2 separate regions of the Callithrix jacchus genome follow, and region 2 is linked to region 1. A link is a contact called in public Hi-C data. All regions are on one chromosome and are shown on one strand. Each heading gives the region's core, a stretch centred on a gene start, on an enhancer-like site or on the middle of the called end of the contact. The rest is flanking DNA. Distances are from core to core; before and after follow the strand shown.

Region 1 (6,258 bases), core at 1,804-4,303:
AATATGGGGGCCATGTGCTAAAGTGGACAGCAGAAGGAGCCATCTCAAGAGGTCTCAACAATGCCGAAGGCCAGCACAGGCCAGGAAGCAGGCGATCTTCATTCTGGGTGGAGTGCACTTGGGGACAGGGTCTAGAAAGGAGGGGAGGCTTTCCCTTGGGGGAGCATGGTGAAGAAAGAAAGGCTTTAGTCCTGGAGCAGAGCAGGAGCTGCTGGGAAGGGTGGGGTGCATTAGGGAACAGTGAGTAATCTGGTGTGGCCCTGCGCGTCTGAGCATCACAGAGCCTGGCACGGGGTTCCTCTCCAGGGGTGGGAGGAGGAGCTGGGGACCGGGCTAGAGACGTGGGTGGGGGCCCAGGGGAGAGGACTGCACTTGAGTACAATGATCCTGGATACCCAATGCAGGGGGCCTGTGTGAGCATTTCCCTTCCTGCGTCTGCGGCAGCTCGAAGGTGAGAGCCAGCAGGAGTGAGGAGAGAGGCTGCCGGATGGGTACAGGAGGCATTTCAAACACAATGGCAGTTGTTAGGACCATACATGGTGCCTACTTTGAAATTGGGGCTGGGACGAACCCTGAGTCACAACACAGTATCTAAAATGCCTCTAGGCCCATAGGTGGAAGCATAATCCTGTGTGGGAGAGATTTCCCTCCTCATGCGATATTTGTTTAATACCTCACAGTTTGCAACGCATATTCACCCACATTATCCCATTGATCTTTCTACCAGCCCTTTGTGCTAGACAGGGCAGATATTATCCCACTTCAGAGAAGGACCAGCTAGGGTCTGGGTGACATGAAGTCGTACGTTCAGTTTTGTTTTAACGTGTTTATTTTAAACACTGGCCTTTTGGGTGGGTATGTCTTGGTCTGTTTTGTGTTGCTGGAACAGAATAACAGAGACCGGGTAATTTATAAACAATAGAAATTTATTTGGCTCCTGGTCTGGAGACTGGGAAGTCCAAGAACATTGCACTGGCATCTGGTGAGGGCCTTCGTGCCGCATCCTTCCATGGTAGAAGGTGGCGGGCCAGAGAGCTTGCAAGCGCAAGAGAGAGGAAGGGAGCCACGCCCACCTTGTGTATCAGGAACCCACTCCTGAGATAACTTGACTCACTGCCGTGATAATGGCATCATTCAAAAATAAGGGCAAAGCCCTTATGACCTAGTCACCTCTTAGAGTTCCCACCTCTCAACACTATTACAGTAGGGATTAATTTTCCAACCCATAAACTTTAGGACACATTCAGACCAAACTGTGCTGTGTGATCTTGGGCAAGCTACATAGGCTTTCTGGGCTTCCATATTCTCAACTGCAGTGATGATGCCCCCACCTACTTTGCAGAACCGTTTGAGAGGACTGCACAAGGTGACTCATGTCCTGTGTTTAACCCTGTGCCAGGCACAGGAGTGTCTTCTGTAAGTGGGAACCATCATCGTTCCAGTGCACTGAGAGCCCACTATGTGTGCGCGCAGTAGGACAGGCCCAGGCACCCTTCCCAACTGGATTCTGATGAGGACTGACACCGGATTAAAAGCTTGCTTAAGTCCCTTCCTTTGAACGAATCACTCTTCCGGGGCTGAGACCCACCCTTTCCCTTTGTGAGAAATCAGCTACCAGAAGCCTAAGTCTGGACCGTCTCCTTCTCAGGGGAGGCCTGGCTTTCCTGGGCAGGCGGTCATTTTGAAGCCAACACAAGGGCCCCAGGCCCCTGTTCTTCTGGGCCTGTCCAGTGTGTGGTCTGAGTGTGAGCTCGCCACAAAGGAAGGCTGCCATGTGGGTCTTCTCAGGGCTGGCAGGAATGACAGGGGAGGGTCACCCGTATCCTGCAGCGGCCTCTCTGCTATGGCCTCAGCGTCCGGATTCTCCACTCAGAGCCTCCACTTCCTCATCCCTAGATCAGTCTGTGCTGGGAAGGACCCAAGGAAGCCTGTGTTCCAGTCCCTTCAATCTCGCAGATAAGCAAAGGAGCTTAATGCGTGGGCCTGCTTGCTCACTCCTGAAAGCAGAGCTGGACTGTCGTCAAGGTGCTGTTGGTGTCACCCGGAGGGTGTCACCCGGAAGGAGAGCTACACCCTCCCATGGGACGCACACGGCCTGCCCTAGGCCCCAGGGCCTAACCACAGTGAGCTGTGGCTCCTGGCTTTTTGGTAGGGCAGTCACTTACCCCCCTCAGCCCTCCCGCTGGGAGAATGGCCCTGTAATCTTGTGTCCAAGAAAGAGCAGAACGATCTGTTGTACCTTAAGGCCCCCACTGGCAGTAATGTCAATAAACAAGGTAAAAACATGTTTACTTTTCTGTTAAGAAAAGGCATTCTTTTCCTATCCAACCCCAGTTTTGTAAAGAAACAAAACTATGGGCCAACAAGGATTAAAGGATAAACGGCCGTCTGGCAGAACAATGAAGCAATCCTTGACTTCAAGGGATGGAATAGCACCAGCGTTGGGAGCTGGGACTTGGCAAGGGGCCAGACTGAGCTGGAACCAGAGAGGAGGATGCCGAATAGGGAGGGAAATGACTCTGCTGGGCAGACCCAGGAGTGGGGCAAACGGGGGACTGCTGGGTCTGTGGTGTCTCCTACCCGCTGCCTCATCCCCTGCCAATCACCAAACCCACGTCCTCTTGTGGCCAAAGGCCTAGAGCTGTACAGATCAGACTCTGGATCTACTCTCACCCCCTCGCACCCCTCCCGCCCCAGCTTCATGACGCCCCAAATTCCCCTTCTGTCCGGGTGTCATTGGTTGGCTGGATTTTGATGGGCAGCCTTTCCCCAGGCAACCACCCCTTGAACAAGGACTCTGGGAACCCAAAGCAATGAGTCTTGGGCAGTGTCCTGCCGCCCGTAAGTGGCAGGGGAGGGGCGAGCAGGGCAGGGCAGAATGAGACCTCAGTAAGACACTGAGCCAGCCTCGTTGAGAGAGGGATCTCACGCTGGGAGCATGGGAACCGCTTGGATTCTGTCCTTTCTTCTGGGGAGGAGCAAAGCGTCGTTCTGTCTGTCCGTGGCCTCTGCCCTCCAGTATTATAGGTGTGGAAAGTGACCACCAAGGTGCCAAGCCCAGAGGCAGAGCTGGTCCTAGGAATCGGGAGTCCCAGCCTGCCGGCCCCTGCTCTTCCAGGATCAACTCAAAAGGGGCGGGGAGCGGGCGGAGCGCTGCGCGCTTGTGGCGGGTGGAGGCCGCCAGCGCACCCGGGCCAGCTCTGCAGGGAGGGCGCAGAAGCCAGGGTCAGGGCCAGGACAAGGGGAGGGAGGCAAGCGAGAGCCGGCGGCGAAGAGTCCGGTGAAACGGGAATGACTCATGCTGGGAGGCTGTGCTCCCCTGTCCTTCCCACATTCCCGGGTCTCTGTTCTGGACCCGCCTGGGCCTGGCCTTAAAGGGCCAGCTCATCTGAGCAGGAGCCGGGGCCACCCTACTGCGCTCCCCACTCCTCCATCATCTGACCCCTGTGGGGTTGCTCTCAATCCCTGGGTTGTGGGCGACAAGGATGGCCCCCTGCAGGATTTAGGGCTTTGTCTGATTCAGTCCTCCCACTGTAAGGGAGCCCGCAGGCCATTTCCTCCATCCCCCTGCCCCTGAGCAGGGCTGCACCTAAACTGGCCACAAGGATTAGGAAATCTTTCCCTGCTTTTAAAGATGTCGCACTAAGGGGGCCCCTTTCCAGGCACCTTCGACCCTTTCCCTCCGCGGTCCCCTGGGCTGCAGGTTGTGCCGAAGGCCCCTCCCCTCTCCGTCTCCCCACCCCAAGCTGGCCCCATTTCAGCTTCGGTTGATTCCCGAACTCTGACTTGACACACGTGTTTGGTGGGTTTTAGGTCGGCCCATACAGACTTGTGGGCCAGGCTCCCGGTCCGGGCCTCGGATGGGTCCAGGTTTCACACAAATCCCGTCCTGCGCGTGGGTTCCTCGGGGTGGAAACGCCATGCGGCAGCTGCGGTGCCCGAGGCCCTTCTCTGGACCCTGCGCGCCACCGTGTGGACGCTCTGGAGAACTGGCGCCTGCGGGGATGCCCTGCAGAGATCCCGCCCAGCACCCGCAGTTCAAGGCAGTACTGAATCGGCTCTACATTTAGAGAGGAAAGGATGAGGGCACCCCCTAAGCGCACTGCGAGTCCCACATCGTCTGTGAAACGATAGCTCTAAATTACTAACAAAAGCCAAGCAGCTCTGTTAAAATTTACATAGCAATACTTTTCATTGAGGCTTGGGAAGACCTCCAAGTTCCCCAAGTATTCTCCCCTTCCACCCACTGCCACCTCTTCCCGCACTATTTGGTCAGTGCTCAAAACATACCACTGGAGGTCTGGGTTTAAGGTTCTGTCCACTGTTAACAAATTTTCAGGGAACGGAGTCTTTTTCCCTCGAAGCTAGACCAGTTCATCAGAGGTTGAACTGAAGCTGAGGATGGAAGGACAAAGTGCAAATCTTGCAGGAATGGGGGAGGGAGAAGAGGGGTGGCACTGCCTTGGGGCAGGGAGGCCAGGGGGCACAGCTGAGCCTGGACAGAAGCCCTTTGAATTTGGGGGTAGGAGGCGAGACTCTCTTGCCTAATGAGTGCTCCTGGAGTCCAACAAATAGTCACCAAATGGGCTATGACCACAGGCTGCTGCAGCCTTGGGGCTGACAGTGACCATGGGCCTTTGCGGGGTGTTGGCCCTGGGATCCCTGGCCCTAAGCAACCAGGCCAGCTGGCCCTAGACAAGCCAGCCTTGCTTAAACTGCATTTCCAAAGGCCCTGAAAGCTGTGTGGTATCCTAAGTCCACGAAGGTCCTCACTCACCCTTTGTCCCTACCTTCTCCAGCCCCACTGGCTGCCTCCAGCACAAGCAGAAACCCAGGTCTCAGCAACATCAAACACAAGCGAAGGCAGGGAAAGGTAGTGAGCACTCCATTCCTTCCGTGCCCACAGCCTTTTTCTTTCTTTCTCTGGGCCCCGGCTCCCAGCCTGATTTTGGTGGCTGTGAAAAGGAGTTTGCCAGCACCTGTTGTGAGCAGCCTGTGGCCCAATGGGACAGTGCTCACCAGGGATCCCGATGAGGGACAGCAGCCATGCCTTATTCGGCATTGGGGTCCTCACAGCTCCAACCACCTGGCACGTACATTCAATCTAGTGAATGAAAGCTACCTGCTGCTGTCCACTCGCATCTTCCACGGAAAGCGTTTAAATTGCTCTGTTGGCCAAAGTTACACTCCTGATTGCCCTCTGTGAATCCTGCCCTGACCAGAAGTTGAGGACACTCAGAATTTGATCATGAGCAATCCAGATGCAGGGAACTGTCCAGTGTAGAAAGCTGATGGCCTGCAGTGTGGTCAAAGTGGAAGAGCCACTTCTTTGAGTTCAATCCTCCAGTGATGGTCCACAGAGTCAGAGGCGGGCAATCTGCAGGGCACAGGCTGCCGGGGCCGATTCCATCTCAGAGCAGGCGCTGTTAGCGCCCATGACCCTGCACCTCTTGGCTGTGTCTGTGCATGTGCACCCTCCTGGCAAATGGAGCAAGGGGCCAGGAGCTTGGAAAGGAAGCGAGAAGAGCAGGGTGGAGACATGGGACTGAACTTTTAAGGCAAACTTTAGGAGAAGGACTGGGGAACAGAGGCCCCTTCTGCTGGCCTAGGAGAGGGTTGGTCCACTCTGTAGCCAGGCATGTGGATTAGAGCTGGGTCTCCAAAGACGGGTGCCCAAGACCATATTTTAGGATAAGAAAATTGAACTCCTACTTATATTGATGTTTATGTAATCCTTTCAAATGTTTCTACTTTTGCATGTTTTACTGTATATATTAGTCCAATAAAATATGTATAATTGATAATGGAAGAATGTACATATATTGAGGATGCATGGCCAAAACACTGCAATCTCCACCTCCTGGTTCAAGTGATTCTCCTGCCTCAGCCTCCTGAGTGGCTGGGATTACAGGTGTGTGCCACCATGACCAGCTAATTTTTTTGTATTTTTAGTAGAGACAGGATTTTGCCATGTTGGCCAGGCTGATCTCAAACTCCTGACCTCAAGTGATCTGCTTGCCTCGGCTTCTCAAAGTGCTGGCATTAGAGGCATGAGCCACAGCGCCCAGTCTCATTTCAGGGAATCTTAAGGGCACGTAGAAACCAAAGATTCAGATAGACAGGCTAATCACTTAGCCTGCATGTCAATCGACTGTCCTCTGTGTAAATCCCTGAGATACAGAGAAGTGAAGTGACTTGCTGTGGTTGCACGAAGTACAAGGAACATTCCAGACCCTCTGAGACCTGCCCATCCAATAT
Region 2 (6,258 bases), core at 2,427-4,926, 1.1 Mb before region 1:
CCTCTTTTATTTTTACTATTCTGTCATGAGAATAGAAGTGTCATGAGAGAGATGCTTTCCTACTTAGAAATACTTAGCGATAGAATGAATGTTACTCTCAGGAAACCTTGAAGTTGGAAAGGTAGCATTTTATTATTAAACCCCAGATTACTATTGGCTGCCCAGAACTCTCCAAGAAGTTTTGATATACATGAAGTCTTTAATAAAGAGATTATTATTTATATTATTCATCTCATTCATTTCAGTTCAACAACATTGACAAAAGCATCTACTACTTAGCAGGCATTGTGCCATAAATACATGAGACTTCAAGGAAAATAGACACAAAATATTTTAACTTTTTTTTGAGACGGAGTCTTGCTCAGTCACCCAGGCTGGAGTGCAGTGGCGTGATCTCGGCTCACTGCAGCCTCCGCCTCCCAGGTTCAAGCAATTCTCCTGCCTCAGCTCCCCGAGTAGCTGGAACTACAGGCACACACCACCATGCCCGGCTAATTTTTGTATTTTTAGTAGAGACAGAATTTCATCGTGTTGGCCAGGATGGTCTTGAACTCCTGACCTTGTGATCCACCTGCCTCGGTCTCCCAAAGTGCTGGGATTACTCCCAAAGTGGGTAGCATAAGCCACCATGCCTGGCTCAACTCTTACTCTTTCTTTTGCTTATTTATTTAAGACAAGGTCTCTAGCTCTGTTCCCCAGGCTGGAGTGCAGTGGCACAGTACTAGCTCACTGCAACCTCTGCCTCCCAGGCAGAGGTTCATGCGATTCTCATGCCTCAGCCTCCCAAGCAGCTGGGATTGCATGTGTCACCATGCCTGGCTAATATTTTTATATATATTTTTTAGTAGACATGGGGTTTCACTATGTTGGCTTGGCTGGCCTCAAACTTCTGGTCTCAAGTGATCAGCCCACATCAGCCTCCCAAAATGCTGGGATTAGAGGCGTGAGCCACTGTGCCCAGCCTGTTTTAACGCCTTTGATCCAACCCATAAACTAGACTCTGGGCCACTATTTTTGGAGATGTATATATTCTTGAATGAGGAGTTAAAAACTACAGAGTTCTTCTGATCTTTCCTGCCAGGCCTTCCCCTTCTGAAGGAGAACATAGGAATCCTTAGGTAAGCCTGATCTTTGGGTTGGGCCTCTCAATTTTCCCACCGTACCCAGGTGAAACGCACCCGCCATCTGAAAAATCTAGAATTAAAAAAAATTCTTGGTAAGGTTTTGGAGCAACTCCCTATACAAGGCTATCATTTCTGCTTTTAAATAGGCTATAGTTCGTTCAGAAAAAAAAACTGGTTGCAACTTGTTAAATCATATACAAAAATCTCAATCAGTTTTAAAAATATGAACAGCAAGCCCCAGGATTTCCTATATTGGTATACGTCTTTGCCAGACAATCAGTCTCTTGTCTATACATACTCTCCATATATTTTGTGTTCTAAGTCTGAGCATAAACTGAAATTCCCAAGAAGTTATTGTATGTGAAATTATTCTTAATATCTGGAGCCTGCATTAGGAACAATGTATAATCCCATGGGCTAGGCTCTTGGCCTCACAGAGTGTTCCTCCTGGAAAGGTCCCTGAAGGTTACCTAGTCAAATCACCCTGGTGTTCCACAGGGAAACCGAAACCCAGAAAGGGGAGTCATTTTCTCAGTGGCATAAAGTCACCAGGTGCTCAGATTCTGCATAGGGCTCATTCTATGCCCTAGCTCCTTTTCCCCACAAATGCCTTTCTGTGATACTTCGTGATGCTATATTTTTCTATTTATTGAAGGTGAAAACAATCATGTTGCTGAAAATCCTTGTAATATATACTTGAGTGCCTTAAATAAAAGGCTCTGTGTTAATAAAATCTAGAGGTCAACTCAAGAAAAACTGTTGCCAGAATGAGAACCAGATGGCCAACTTCTAGAGAAAGTGCTTCCAGGCACCTCTGAGTAACTCTCCATATTTGAGAACAAAGGCCTTTCTAGAGAAGAAAAACCATTAAAGTCCTTCTTAGTCCAAGCCTGGTCAGGACCCCAGTCTAAAATTCACCCCAAATGGGTGCGGTGCTTTGTTTTGTATTAAGCAAGATTAAGTTACACTAATGTGCTTTGGATTAAGACCTTGATATCAACCCAAACACATCTAGGTCCATAGAACAACCGAAAAGTGACTTTCAAGCAGAATTTACGGTAAAAGTTTAAGCAGAAGTGACAGAGAAGAATAGAAGCCTGGATAAGCCCAGGAGAAGAGTGAGGCCCAGGCACACCCCAGAATCGTGACACTTACTGCCACCGTCCATCTGGAATCATGTGGATGACTAACAGTACAGTCTATTTTTTCAGGAAGGTTATAAAAATCTATGGGCTTCACACTGCATGTAATGTGGGTGAGGTAACAAGCTGGTGAGAATTTTTCCTTCTGCATTTCCTGATTTAGGGAAGAGTGGTGGGGTAAAAAGGTGTATTATGCTTATTACTCAATCTGTATTATTTGGTCTAGTATTGGTTGCTTGGGCAAAAGTTACTCTCCTACACTGAATATGGAACCCCCTACCAAATCTTGTTCAGGTCCTCGAAGAATCAGTGAAACCATTTTCCTTCCTGATAAATCAGATTGTCTTGTATCTAGTTGTATGGATCCATAAATTAAAATACAGAGGGTCATTTTCTCTGATCCGGAAATGCTTGGTTTGGGAGTAGTTAAAATGAAACTTCTGAAATTCTATCCTTAGTATGGACATTTAGGACCCAGGGGCTACATCCTAGAATGGAATATTGCCCTGTTTCCATAAAACAGTTCATAAACCAAAAGACACGACTGGAGTGTCTTAAACCAAGTTTAATTGTCATTCTGTTTTTATCAAAAAGTAAATAGGATTCAGCATATACGAATATATTGACTATCAGTACAACTGAGCCATACAACTGATGGTCTAAGGCTGATGACAAGAAGAAAGCTCCTAAAACAAGACTTGGGGAAGGCTGTTACCCTCCAGGAGCAAAGCAGGCTGAGGGCATTGGTGGTGCAGCAGCTGCATAAGTGGAGGGAAGTTCTGATGTATCAAGTACTAAGGAAAGCACACACAGAGTGTCTGGAAAAAATCAAAAGATGCTCGAAGGAAGTAGTCATGGATAATTCTAGAAATTTCTAGAACACCGACTGGAGGGGGTCATTGTTTACCTAAGATGAGTAAAGCCGTGTTTCTCTCCAATTTAAGACACAAGACTGGAGAGAAAGGAGTCGTAGTAAACAGTCCCTACTGGGGAGCTGGGGGTGTGATAACGAGACGTGTGAAGGGGCATTAGGGACAGTAAGAAAAGGAGAGTTGGGGTGATGATCACTGACTGAGCACTGCTATAGGAGGAGGCTCTCGCAGGGATAATCAAGCGAGAGGGGTGTAAAGTAAGGGTCAGGAATTGTAAGAGTAAAGTGTGGGAAGGGGCTGCGCAGACGTCTACAGCAAAGAAAAAGAGAAGGGACGGGGTTGGGGCGTGGCCCAGAAAAGGAACAGCTCAATAACGGGCCACCGGGTGAAAAGCAGCCGGGTGGGGAGGCGCTCTGCTGACAGCTGCTGCTCCCGCACGGCGCCCACAGGGTTAAAAACCAGGGGCCACGGGACCAGGCCGAACTCGGTTTCCAGGGCAACAGCTCCACAGTTCCGGCAGCGCAGGCCCGTACCATTGCGCGGGCGCGGGGGAGCGGGAGCGGCGGAGGGGACGCGCCGCAGGGCGGCGGAGCCGGGGCCGGCCCGGACGCTACCAAACGCGCGGCCCGCCTGCTCGCCCGGCGTTTGCGCCGAGCCGCGCTCCGGCCGGGCGGCCGCGGCGTCCTCGGTGCGGGGGCCGGCAGCTCCCAAGTGGCCACGGACGGCGGGGGAGAAGGAACACGCGTCGCCGGCCGGGATTGGCCTCCTGGTCCCCCCGCCTGGGCGGCGGAGTGCGGGCGGCCCGGGGCTGGGAGGTTTGAAAAGCGGGCGAGAGACAAAGGCAGCAGGAAGCCTCCTCGGCGCCCGGAGTCCGTGCGCCCGGCCCCGGGGCCCCCTCGCCGCCCGCCGGCCCGCGGAGCAGCGGCGGCGGCAGGAGGCGGAGGATGCGGCAGGGGGCGTGGGCGCGGCGGCGCGGGCGGAGCGGCGCGGCCCGGGCGCGGCGTGGGTAGAGCCGAGGCGGCGGCGGCGGCCGGCCTCCGGGAGCGAGAGCAAGGCGCCTTCCCCGCCCGGGATGTGAACGCCGCTCTGAGCCCGGGGCGGGGGAGGGCCGGGCCGGAGGCGCAGTCGGCAGGAAGGAAGGACGGACGGACCAGGAGGAGGAGCGGCGGCGGCGGCCGGAGCCGGAAGGCGGGGAGGGGCCGGCCGTTGGGCCCGAGGCGGCGGCAGCGGCTGGGGAGAAGCGCTCTCGTCGCCTGCCGGGGGCCAGAGCGGTGGGGCCCGCGCCTCCTCCCCCCAGCGCCGCGGAGGGGGGAGGAGGAAGATGGAGACCCATATATCGTGCCTGTTCCCCGAGCTGCTGGCCATGATCTTCGGCTACCTGGACGTCCGGGACAAGGGGCGCGCGGCGCAGGTGTGCACGGCCTGGCGGGACGCCGCCTACCACAAGTCGGTGTGGCGGGGGGTGGAGGCCAAGCTGCACCTGCGCCGGGCCAACCCGTCGCTGTTCCCCAGCCTGCAGGCCCGGGGCATCCGCCGAGTGCAGATCCTGAGCCTCCGCCGCAGCCTCAGCTACGTGATCCAGGGCATGGCCAACATCGAGAGCCTCAACCTCAGCGGCTGCTACAACCTCACCGACAACGGGCTGGGCCATGCGTTTGTGCAGGAGATCGGCTCCCTGCGTGCTCTCAACCTGAGTCTCTGCAAGCAGATCACTGACAGCAGCCTTGGCCGCATAGCCCAGTACCTCAAGGGTCTGGAGGTGCTGGAGCTGGGAGGTTGCAGCAACATTACCAATACCGGCCTTCTGCTTATCGCCTGGGGTCTACAGCGCCTCAAGAGCCTTAACCTCCGCAGCTGCCGCCACCTTTCGGATGTGGGCATCGGGCACCTGGCTGGCATGACGCGTAGCGCGGCGGAGGGCTGCCTGGGCCTGGAGCAGCTCACGCTGCAGGACTGCCAGAAGCTCACAGATTTGTCTCTAAAGCACATCTCCCGAGGGCTGACGGGCCTGAGGCTCCTCAACCTCAGCTTCTGCGGGGGCATCTCGGACGCTGGCCTCCTGCACCTGTCGCACATGGGCAGCCTGCGCAGCCTCAACCTGCGCTCCTGTGACAACATCAGTGACACGGGCATCATGCATCTGGCCATGGGCAGCCTGCGCCTCTCCGGGCTGGATGTGTCGTTCTGTGACAAGGTGGGGGATCAGAGTCTGGCTTACATAGCCCAGGGGCTGGATGGCCTCAAGTCCCTCTCCCTCTGCTCCTGCCACATCAGTGATGATGGCATCAACCGCATGGTGCGGCAGATGCACGGGCTGCGCACACTCAACATTGGACAGTGTGTGCGCATCACGGACAAGGGCCTGGAGCTGATCGCTGAGCACCTGAGCCAGCTCACCGGCATAGACCTGTACGGCTGCACCCGAATCACCAAGCGCGGTCTGGAGCGCATCACGCAGCTGCCCTGCCTCAAGGTACTCAACCTGGGACTCTGGCAGATGACGGACAGTGAGAAGGTCAGGTGAGGGCGGCAGCACCAGCTCCCCTTGTCCCGCCCTGTTCATCCTCCCATCACCACCGTCCCCCACACACTCACACGCACACGTATGCACAGATCATTGCAGAGGATGAGATGGGGCTGTGACAGAAGCCTCAGGCTCGTTTTATCCTCCCTCTTCCAACCCCCTCCCGGCTTCCAGCCCATTCTCTTTGCAGCTGGGGTTCCTACCCTACCCTACTCCCAGCTCCTTTTCCCTGCGGATGGAGAGATGGACTCTGCTGCTTACCCACACACTCCCCTTCAGGGGGTGGAGGACTGATTCAGCTACTGTATCCCCACTGCTACGACTGGAAATAGGGGTGGGGAGTGACTTGGCTTTTCAACCCTGGGGAGCTGAGGAAAATGTCTGCCTTCACTTCAGCTTTCATTTGAATACTGTGATCTGGTTTTTATTTTGAAATGTATAAAAAGCAAACCCAGCTACAATGGCCTTTTCACCCTTCTTCCACTTTGTGACTAATCCCCGTCTTCTCATCACTCCTTTTACAGTACTCTGCTATTCACGCTCATTTCATTGTCTTAATTTTCTTTCCTTTTTAAAAATTTTTTTGGAAGTAATTT

The links. A called contact is a pair of places that touch in the nucleus more often than the background predicts.
Region 2: a Hi-C map of skeletal muscle shows a contact between it and region 1, with 5 times the contacts expected there. The contact joins the promoter of FBXL14 here to the enhancer-like site in region 1. A contact is called at or near these places in 2 of 3 Hi-C or Micro-C datasets (both in skeletal muscle).

What each region holds. Positions count from the first base shown.
Region 1 is chr9:13,738,691-13,744,948 of calJac240_pri, reverse strand. All of the region lies in intron 3 of NINJ2 (ninjurin 2), which reads left to right. Among named protein-coding and RNA genes, the nearest start is that of NINJ2, 98 kb to the left of the region's middle. Within about 2 kb of position 3,053, at least 11 of the 16 cell types and tissues checked have an H3K27ac peak or open chromatin away from gene starts, as enhancers often do. A contact at or near this core is called in skeletal muscle, where this site is marked.
Region 2 is chr9:14,833,617-14,839,874 of calJac240_pri, reverse strand. It overlaps FBXL14 (F-box and leucine rich repeat protein 14), which reads left to right and starts at 3,676. Exons shown (of 2, transcript XM_009003401.5): 1 at 3,676-5,611. The coding sequence starts at 4,460. All of the region lies in intron 1 of WNT5B (Wnt family member 5B), which reads right to left.